Linked DNA regions of Gasterosteus aculeatus: region 2 is linked to region 1. Evidence: chromatin contacts called from public Hi-C data. All regions are on one chromosome and are shown on one strand. The core of a region is the stretch at or near the end of the contact, and the rest is flanking DNA. Distances in the headings are between cores, read along the strand shown.

The links. Hi-C and Micro-C count contacts between places; a contact is called where the count stands out from the background.
Region 2: a contact with region 1 is called in a Hi-C map of tail fin, with 2.1 times the contacts expected there. The contact joins the enhancer-like site here to the promoter of LOC120810076 in region 1. A contact is called at or near these places in 4 of 6 Hi-C or Micro-C datasets (skeletal muscle, tail fin and whole body).

The regions. Positions count from the first base shown.
Region 1 is chr20:12,043,918-12,049,376 of fGasAcu3.hap1.1, reverse strand. LOC120810076 (collagen alpha-1(XIV) chain) reads right to left here and starts at 1,312. Exons shown (of 48, transcript XM_078095299.1): 1 at 1,173-1,312.
Region 2 is chr20:12,131,038-12,135,931 of fGasAcu3.hap1.1, reverse strand. mrpl13 (mitochondrial ribosomal protein L13) reads left to right here. Exons shown (of 8, transcript XM_078095298.1): 8 at 2,645-3,379. It overlaps LOC120810076 (collagen alpha-1(XIV) chain), which reads right to left. Exons shown (of 48, transcript XM_078095299.1): 46 at 4,678-4,755; 47 at 3,531-3,686; 48 at 1-492. The coding sequence ends at 221. Among protein-coding and RNA genes, the nearest start is that of mrpl13, 11 kb to the left of the region's middle. Within about 2 kb of position 2,626, at least 1 of the 9 cell types and tissues checked has open chromatin away from gene starts, as enhancers often do.

The sequences.
Region 1 (5,459 bases), core at 63-2,562:
AGAGAGGCTCTGTGGGTCCAGAAAACCCACCCCGCCCAAATACCGCTGATCTGGAATCAGTTAACTCCCGTCTAATTTCCACTTTGATACGAGTACAGAGCAGCAGTTTGACGGTCTAGACCGACCGCAGAGCAGCGGTTGAGCCTGCCGCCCACACCGGGGAACACAGAGGAGGACATTGTTAGAGGGACGAGGGGAGGATAAATGAACAGGAGCTGGTGGGGAAAGATGGAGAACAAACAGTGATGGACAGACAGGGAGGGAGTAGTTTGATTGACAGTCAAGTCAGGAAACATTCCACGAGACCCGTTTCCCAAACCACAAGAGCAAAGACAACAGATCATCTCCTCTTCTCTCTATATCCCATCTCCTCCTTTCACCTCCTTCACTTTTGTCTTCGCCTCCTCTGCAGGCCCCTTATTATTACACACTGGGGACGGACACATGGAGACACTCATCACGCACGCGGACAGTGGTTCGAATAGAACAGCCTGAGCGAGAAAGTTTTACCTGGTCTGAATTATCTGGAGGAAACCCTGAGGTATTGAAATGAAAGCAGGCTCCTTTCATTCAGAGTGTCAAAAGCCTCGGGACACGGAGAGGGAAATGAGAAAGATTAAACAGAAACCATTCTGCCTTTTAGTCGCTCTCCAACACACACAAATGAGATTGTGATTGGAAAGTCTCAGAGTGACGCTCAATTAAAAATGTATATCTCTTTACTCAAGTGATGCAAGATGAATGCAAATTGCAGCCCAGTGGAAACTCCTTGTTGTTGTTTTTTGGTCAGTTTGTGTAACTTTGCAATTGGTTAATTGGTTAATGGAAACCAGGAGAAGGCGCAGTCTTCAATAAAATTAAGCAGTCTATTTGCTCAATTTGTGTGCTCTTAAATGCTATTTGCGGAAAATGATTTCCAGACATTCTCAATTAATCACAATACGAGACAGTAGACGCACGCACCGATTTCATTCTTGGAAAAACTGTCTTTAGCCAAATGAAATCAAGTTGGAATCACTGACCGTATCTTCATTCATCGGCGTGTAAGTGCTGCTAAATGGTTCACATTTAGTTTTTCTGTGCGATTTGGGGCAAACTATCCGATTCATTCAAATTAAGACGTTGCGTTCAAACGCTCCAACGCTGCGCATAACGAATGAAATCACCTTTACCTCTCCGGTCATCGATTCCAAGCGTGCCTTTATCCCCAAAGAAATCCTCTGAATACCAAAGACCGCTGGTTCCTCTTCCTTCTCGCTCCTCCTCTCTTTCTTCTCTTTCTCCCACTCGTTCGCTCCGGATACAATTCGGTGAGTCCGGAGTGGGTGTTTCTCTCCTCGTTATTCAGCCATCCCCCCTCCGGCTATTCCTCCTCGTCCCGACCCTTCCCCGTGCCCCGCTTCATCCAGAATAGAGGGAGAGATGGGGGGGGGGGAGACGGTCCCTCTGCGCAAAAAACCTCCGCTGGCAACCTACAGGTTTAAATCCGGCTTCAAATATCCCGAATGCACTTTTCTAAAAGGAGCCACTTGGTCGTTGCGGGTTTGACTTGCATGGAAATGGTAAAAAATGCGCTCGCAGCAGGTGCGCTGCGCTGCGACCTCCGATGTTGAAGGCACCATCACACCGGTTTTCACCTCGACTGAAGACGACTTTCTTGGAGTTTTACAAAAGAAGCCTTCCGGTCGACAGATGTGATGTTTCGGCTCATGTGAAAATGTATAGTACCAGTCAAAAGTTTGGACTCATTCAATTCAATAAGAAGATGTATCTAAGCCTTACCTGACTATTGGTATATGTCGATATACATCTTAAAATAACATTATTTTGTTTCACGCTATTGTCTGAGTGCTTACTTTGATTTATGTGAGTCCATTGGACACGAATTGTCACGTCTCCAAATTGTTTCTAGATGGCTGCAGAGGTTTTACATCTGTATCATGTCCAATATGTTCTTCTGCAAATCACATGTAGGACATCTGAGTCTATCGGTGCTCTCAGTCAACATTTTTGTGGAGGAATAGTTGGACATTCTGGGATTTATTTTTACATTTAATTTAGCTGAGAGTGAGATTAAAAGATTGATTCCACTTTGATGTTTGCTTGTTAAATATCAAGCAGACAGGGGGTGATTAGCTTAGCTTTGCATTCAGACTGAAAACAGTCTTCATTTTTTCAAAGCAACTCCAAAGCTCACAAAATAACAAACTGTGGCTCGTTTGCTCGATTTAAAAGCTAACTCTCAAACAAGGAAGCGAGAAAGTGCATTTCTCGTAAAGCAAAACTCTTCTTCTAAAAGGTTTTCAAAATGACATTCCGAGCATTAATGTAGCGACAATTTTAATTGCTTTTGAAAGAAGTAGTGTAGTAGCCTCCGCCACGCATCCTCCAGTTCCCCTCAAACAAAGTCAAACACTTCTTGCTCTGTCAGCATTCTTGCTGTTGTTTGCGCCGTTAGCGCCTTTAGCTTCTGGCCCGCCAGCTCCGTCGAAGGCTGAGTCATGTTCAGAGGCACGTGGAGGCACCGGATTTTGAAGCGGGCACTTCTGACATTCTGATTTATCATTACGTTTCGTCTGTAACTGCCAACGCTTTGTTCTGTCGCTCTGATGGAAATTTTAATGCTGTTCACCTGCTGGCGAAGACGCTCTGTGACCTGCCCCGAGGCGCGACGAAGGGAGTCATGGGAAGCAGAGGCCGGTGAATGTACAACGGCCAGGCCGAGTTGAAACGCTAAATAGCAACACTCCAGGTGTGTCCCTGAGGCACTACACACACACACACACACACACACACACACACACACACACACACACACACACACACACACACACACACACACACACAAATGCTCACAATACACATGAACATGTGCTCCTTAGCCAAACAACTGTCCAGATGCCATGAACACTATAATCTTGTGGATAGGATCCCCTGTCCTCCTTCCTTCCTCCGCTTTCTTCCTCCAGCTTCGTCCCGTCCTCCTGTCCGTCTGTCGTCTCTCCTCTGTTCATCTGTTGCCCGTTTGCAGCGGACCACACACTAAACAATAAACAGCTCCAGCTGCCAGAGCCCACAGCCATGTGTTTAAATGAATAGCTAATATCAAAGCACCAATTCACCTGCTCGAATATTTTTGCACAACATTTGCAAAATCAGATTGGCACTAAAAGTGATTGTAAGCTCATTTTTGGTTTGACTTTGTATTCCGGGCGGCTGCGGTCTCAGATGGCTTTTGTTTGACAGCTGCTCTCTGAGGACGCTCAGGGCAACAGAGCTAAGGACCCGCCCGATGGATGAACCATGCTGCTGTCCTCCATGCGTTTAGGATTTTTTTAATATCTATTCATTAGTCTTGATAGCTTCCGGTCTTCATTAGCCCCCTTTTTTTTTTTTCTTCCTTATCTTCCTTTCCCCCCCCCCAATTCGTGCTCCCTACTGTATTATAATATATCCATATCTGTCTACATCTCCGCCATCACGGTCCGTCCCAACTGTGGCTCTGATGAATAAATGCATCAGTCCCATGATCTTCAAGTCATTTTGCCCAGTGCCATATGGTCCAACTGTGAAGCCTCATAACGTTTTTAAAGTCACTGCAGGGCAACAACTATCTTTTTAGTGCTGCTACTTCTTCTTTCTATTGAGATGTTACCGTTACAGTCACTTAAACAATAATCTTCAATCACTGAAGTCAATTGAAACAATACAAAAACATTTTTTGTAAAACATATATGCGGGTCTCAGTAGTGAATCTCCATTTTCACCTTGAGCAATTGTACATCTTATACACCTCAGGCATTATGAAAATGTGTGCAGGCTAGATTGGCTGTCTCGCTGTGTCTGCACAGGTGATACGTGGCAGATCTCACAACCTGGATGGAAAAGCACACAGGGGACTTTGTGGCGAGGCAGTGTAAAAAGTGAAAACTTGACATCAAATTATACTCGGCGTGACACTGAGAAGGTTTAGGGAAACGTTCCGCACACAGAACAGCATTTATGTTTGTCAATCTAAACTGCACGCACATCATTTTTCATACATATTTTACTTTTGCAGAGTAGACGGTTTGATAGATAACTGGTTTTCTAGAAATTATAAGACAATCAATGTTTCAGTAGATGAACACATTGCAATAGTAAAATGACCAAACCACTTAATCCTCCTGTATTCCCTCATACAGCCACATGTTTGAGCTTGAAATGGGTACAAGATAAATAGGAGTATCAAAGTATCAATCATTAAAAGTTAGAGCAACAGCAAATGCTCTCCTCAGAGATTACTGTTATTAAGAAAAGGTTGCGTGTCTTCACAAATGTGAAAGAAAACCACTGCAAGCTCGTGCAATTCAGAAGCTGCAACATTCAATAAAGGGATTTTCATTTTTTGATTGGATTCTATTTATTGAGTCCGACATTTGAGCACACACCCATAAACAAACACACACACACACAGCGATAAACCTGCAAACAAACTTAATATTATATTTAAATAAAAACCTCAGACACGTTTTGCTCACACACATAAACAGGCCCACGGCCTCCACTCTTTAAAAGGAAGCAATAACCTGAGGCACACACACACACACACACACAAAATGAGCTGCATTTCAACCAGCAAAAAAAAAAAAAAAACACGGTTTGTTCGTCTTACAAACTCAATCAAAAGACCTGGTCAAGTTCAAGTAGAGTTGACACATACAAGTTATTGTAAACACACTTGCACACAAACGTTGGGGCAGACACACACACACACACACACACACACACACACAGACAACCCGTGTTAATAACAAGCATGGGGTTAATATGAGGGCAGCATCTGGCTGAAGTGACCGCAGCCTACTGATTAGTCCGACTAGTCACAGTTATTTGCCTCCTCGTCATCTGGTACCAGGCCGACAGCTAACGGGCAGCTCGTAATGTCCGTCGCTCAACTGCTTCGTTGTGGAATGGACGTGATTTTTTGTAGATGATATACTGCTATACAATAGATTTGGTCGGTCGGTCCACCACTTTAGTCCAGACTAAATATCTCAACATCCATTAATGCACATTGCCATGAAATGGCTGATGATATTTCTTCAACTTTAGTTTGTGAATGTACTAATAACTAATAAGGTGAACAAGGTGAAAACTGTGCTGTGTTTTTACCATTGTTACTTTTTTCGAAGCACAGCTCTTGGCATTAGTCTTGTTCTTGTATATTCAGTCCTGAGGGGGTGTTAAATCCATTAATCTACTCGATGTGAACATTGGTTCGACAAGCCATACCGACCATCTTGGTAAAGGGCTTAAAAAAGAACTGTGAATTAGTATTCTCTGACTCTTGCACCTTCTCACCAGGGCGTGCAGAAAGGCGTCCCAGTACACCACATGGAGTTGTGATTTCCTGTCCCCCCCATTTAATGGGTCAAATAATTTTTGCAAAGGAAATGGCCGTTGAAAAGAGGTAGTTT
Region 2 (4,894 bases), core at 1,377-3,876, 85 kb before region 1:
TCAGGCACTTCTCAGACACCCCTTTTACAGAGTTATTGTACAAGTCCACAGAGCTATTTACATTGTTTCACCAAGTGGAGAAAACCACTAGATGCACAAGGAGGGGGCGGGCAAAGTGTGATCTGTTTCCATGTATGGGCATCAGCGTGTACGTTGTGGCGTGCGGGGGCTCAAGCACTTGAGGCGTGTCCATAATTCCTTTCACAAGTCCTCTCCTCGTTCACGCGCCACGTGGAAACCTCCTGGCGATGCCCGGCGACCTCACCTCCGTGTCCTCGGAGTGGGTGGGGCTTGAGTGGTAACCGTTGTGCCCGTGAGCCAGTTGGGAGGGTTGTTGGGGGTAGTACTGACGGGGGTAACCCCGGTAATAGGGGTCCTGCTCTTCTTCCTCCTCCTCCTCCTCCTCATCCTCTCCTCCATGGTCATAAGCCTCTGCAGCAGGGTTGTGCGGCTGATTGTGGGGCTGCACGCCGGCGTGAGGAAGGGGTTGGACTGAGGTGTTGGGAATATTTAGATTCATTTTGAGTGAATGTTTCGGGATCACCGGAGCTGACATAAAACCACCACCACTGGGGAACAGTTGGAAAGGTGACATTGGGACTGGAACCACCTTGAACGCTAACACTGTTTCTTTAAAAGCAATAACAATGCAGTTGAAATGTTACAAAAACAAGTCAAAAGTTGCACAGGTACATTTGATTCCAAAGGTTTACGTTAATGAACGTGAAGTGGTGAAGTGGGTTAATGAGATCTGGTTTCAACCCCATATTGCCCCCCAAAACGATGACATCTGGGTAACATTAGGAGCAAACCGTTGCCCAGTCTACAGTAGATGAGATGGACAGTTGTTCAGTAATGAACGTACCGAATTAGCCTCAAAGCAATTCATCCCTATTAAGCTGATCCATCAGTGACTGCAGCAGCAAACCATTGTGTACGCTAGTGTTTGTGGACAGATGCCACAGAGATCAGTGGTGGTCATCATTGCAGCAGCTTAATGGGGTTTTGTTTGGTCGTGGGGGAAGGAAAGCTTATCTGTTTTTGTCTCACAGACTGTCAAATGATGAAGAAGCCAGATTAACAATTAAATTCTATCAAGAATGTTAACTGATGGTGGAAGTGGATCCATTGTCTGTTCATGGCAATGAATCATCGTGTGACTGAAAGTCAATGGATGCTTGTTAGATTAGTCGCCTTAGAAATTCCAGATCATTTTGCAAAAGAATCAGCAAGAATGAATAAGGAAATTGTTTTCTGGAGAAACAAAATGTGGGATTAGAGGTTAACCACCGGGGTCACGATTAATGAACCATTCCAATAAATATGGAGAACAAAGGGATGATTTATCAATTCTTCTCAGTTTGTAGTCATATGTGAAGGGCACAGAGCGGAGGAAGGTGAGCAGAGGACGGTCGAAGGATGTTCCTCAATAATCATTCCCATAGTCCTGTTGAACTTCAGTCCAGAAGAGAACGAGACAGAGGGAAGGGGAAGAAAGAAGATTTTACACCTCATACGAGCAAGAAAACCCAACGACACCAGAGAGTTAAACCTGTGAATCCCCACTAACAAATCAAAGAGTTAAACCTGTGAATCCCCACTAACAAACCAAAGAGTTAAACCTGTGAATCCCCACTAACATAACTTCCACAGCTGTTAGGTTGCACATTAGTGTTTAAATCCGTTGCTCTCTTTTGGAGGAAGGAAATACACAAACCCTGAGAGGTTCTTATAAAACATTTAGCTAGTATAAATATTATTATTGCATTCAGACATTCAAATAAAACTTTTGCAAGGAAGGAACGTGTGCCAAATCTATATTTCTCTTTCTGCAGTGGAGAAAGTGCAAATAAAGATTTCCAACACAGAATTCAGAGAGTACAGAGAATACACACACATAACATCCCCTGTGACAAAAACGGACTCAGTCATTATTCACAGTTATGTTAAATAACTGCACCTCATTACGCCATGAATACTCATTTGAATGTGATTAATAGTGTGTATACAGCAACACTAAAATATATGTTAAGTTGAAATATATTTTGAGAAATTATTTCTCTGACATGGAGATAAAATAGAATTTAATATTTCATCAACCAACCAGTACGTGAACAGCTTTAATTACATGCAAAGTGGTCCATACCTTTAATTTTAGTGGACATGTAACATTTGTTATGACTAATATAACATTAAAAAAAGTGTTTAAACCTTTGGTGGCTTTTTAAATGACATTTTTGTGATGTACTATATTTTTTATGACAAAGTTTATTTTGTGATGAACTTTGTTAAGACTTAATATCAATTTTGACCAATTATATGACCACAAATGTGTTTTTTTATGCAATTTCAAAGACCTTTTGAGTTTTTATAACCTTCCATATTATTCTTGCAAGATACTAGAACATACCTTTATACAAAAAACAAATGGTTTTATACTATTCTATTTTGTGAGGAATTCTATACAAACACTTGAATTACATACTATAACATACTATACTATTTATGAAGTTCTATATTTTGTATATTTACATGTTCAACATGTGCTATATTATAACGTTCTATTTAAACATCTCACTGAACTCTGGTCAAACCAAGCACAGAGTTCACTAATGTTTACTCTGATGTGACGCAACTCATAAAGAGCGCGGAGGACACAGCGCTGAGGCTCCTCAGGGAGGACAAGCAGCTGCCTTACAGTGAGGAGATGGAACGTCTATGACCAGAAAACCCTGCAAGGAATGGTCGGGACAGCTGAGAAGACCATCAAACCCCCCCCCTCCGGCAATCCATCCAGGATATCGCAAACATCCGCTGCTGGAACAACGACGTGGCAGCGCTTTGCGATGTTCACACTACACACTTCTGCCTTTGTCAGACGGTGAAATTGGCGTCAAGAGGAGAGAGAGGACGACCATTGGCAAAGAGCAGTGGGTTGAATTCTAACCCGGGCCGCTCAGTAAGAACTCGCAGCAGTTACTTTAACGGGTCGGCTACGGGCCGTCCCACCACGTGAGGGCTCTTCCATGACTTCACAGACTGCCACTTTTTTTTCATACTAACCTATGCCGTTGAAAACCATCTTTTCTTAATTTATACTGCAAGATATTCAAGTCAATGCTCAGTTGCAAAAGAACATACTGGCCCAGATAGTCTAAAGAAATGATAATTACGTGTGTTTTGACGGTTTTGGGGAGAGTTTCCTGTCAAAATTGTATTTTTGTTTAAGGAACATGACCTGATGACCCTATGTGTGCTTTTAGATACAATTTTCTGCAGGAAAAGTAACAATATATATATTGTTTTGATCTATAATGGTTCCATTTAGAAATTAGGACAAGACTAGCAAGAATAAAGTCTTTTAAATTATTAATACATAACGGTGCGCTCCACAGTATGCTGAAGGTGCAAATAGAAGTTAATTGTTTGAAAACAACTGCGATGTAACTATACATATTCACATCACGAGTACATTATATTGTTTTAAAACCCTGTCATACTAAAATAAGGCGAGTTCAAATAGTGCTCACCTCCGACGTTGTAGCCCAGACAGGAGTTCTGGTCACAGTACCCTGGTGGGCCGGCGGCCCCGGGGGCACCTGGGTTCCCCGTCCTGCCCGGTGTTCCAGTATTACCGGGCCGCCCGGGGGGGCCCTGGCTGCCTGTCCGTCCTTCACCCGGCAGGCCTGAGGATGGGGGACAAGGCGTCGAAGAAGGCCGAGTGCATTAAATCAGTCACCAATGAATATTCATTAAAACAACTCTGCCAGGGCAGAGAACGAGAGGTAAGGAAAATAAAGTAAAAAATGTGCCGGGCCACATCCTGTCACTGTAATATCGCCTCTTCCATCTCCGCTAAATCCCTCTCTGTGCTCCTGTGACAACATGGCAGAAAAGACGTGATTGTCCTTTCTGGATGAGGGAGATAATAGCTCATGGCCTCAGGGTAAAAGTAGAAATTACACCGTTTTTAGCCAGAGGCTTCTGCCTTTTTTTTTTACACAAGAGAAAGTGCTTCATCAGGACTCACTTCAGCAGTCAGCTGAACTATGAAATCAATACTTTGAGGGCAGTTTCATTTGCCAAGAGCTAAAATTGTTATCCCACAAATGTTCCAGAAAAGCACAGAGAAGAGACGGAGACGGAGAGCTTTGCCCGGTACATTTCTCTCAGGGAACATTTCCTCTTTCATATATTGAAGTGTTATTATTCATTCGGCAGTTATCCGACAACAGAAAAGTTTCTGTGGCTTGTGAGTGTTGATCACACAACAGTAAACAGTGAATCTCATAACTGACATAATAAACATGAACCCCCAAACTTCACACAGGGAAGTCAACACAGCGAATTACATCGCGCTCCAAAACGTGCTCGCTGCCCTCGGACGGCGATTTAACAAGAGAATAACGCGGATGAAGATTTCAATGGCTTTCTGTGCAATTATGTTGTTTAAATATTTGAAACTTTTTTGCTTTTGGTTTACAGAGGGTACAAAATGGGAAAAAACATCTTCATGTTTTAGCTCCAGCTTGGTTGCAGTCCGAAAACACCACAAAGAAATGTCCAGAATATTCTGCTACAGCGCGTCCTAATTATATTTGAGCAACATGCGGATTCAGTTGGCTTTTCAAACTCATTGAGCATCACAACATGTGAATAGGTTTGTAAGTATCTTACCTGGAGGTCCGGATTGTCCTCGGGGTCCCTGACTTCCAATTCCTGGACTCCCTCTTTCTCCCTTCTCACCCAAAAGACCTGGAAGGACACAAAGAGATGCACATAAAACTCAAATGCACATCTCATCTTTCTCTGACAAGTACAACTCATTTTCACTAATGCTAATTCATACCTTCATCTATTATACTGCAATTCATCATTGCACAACATTCATCTG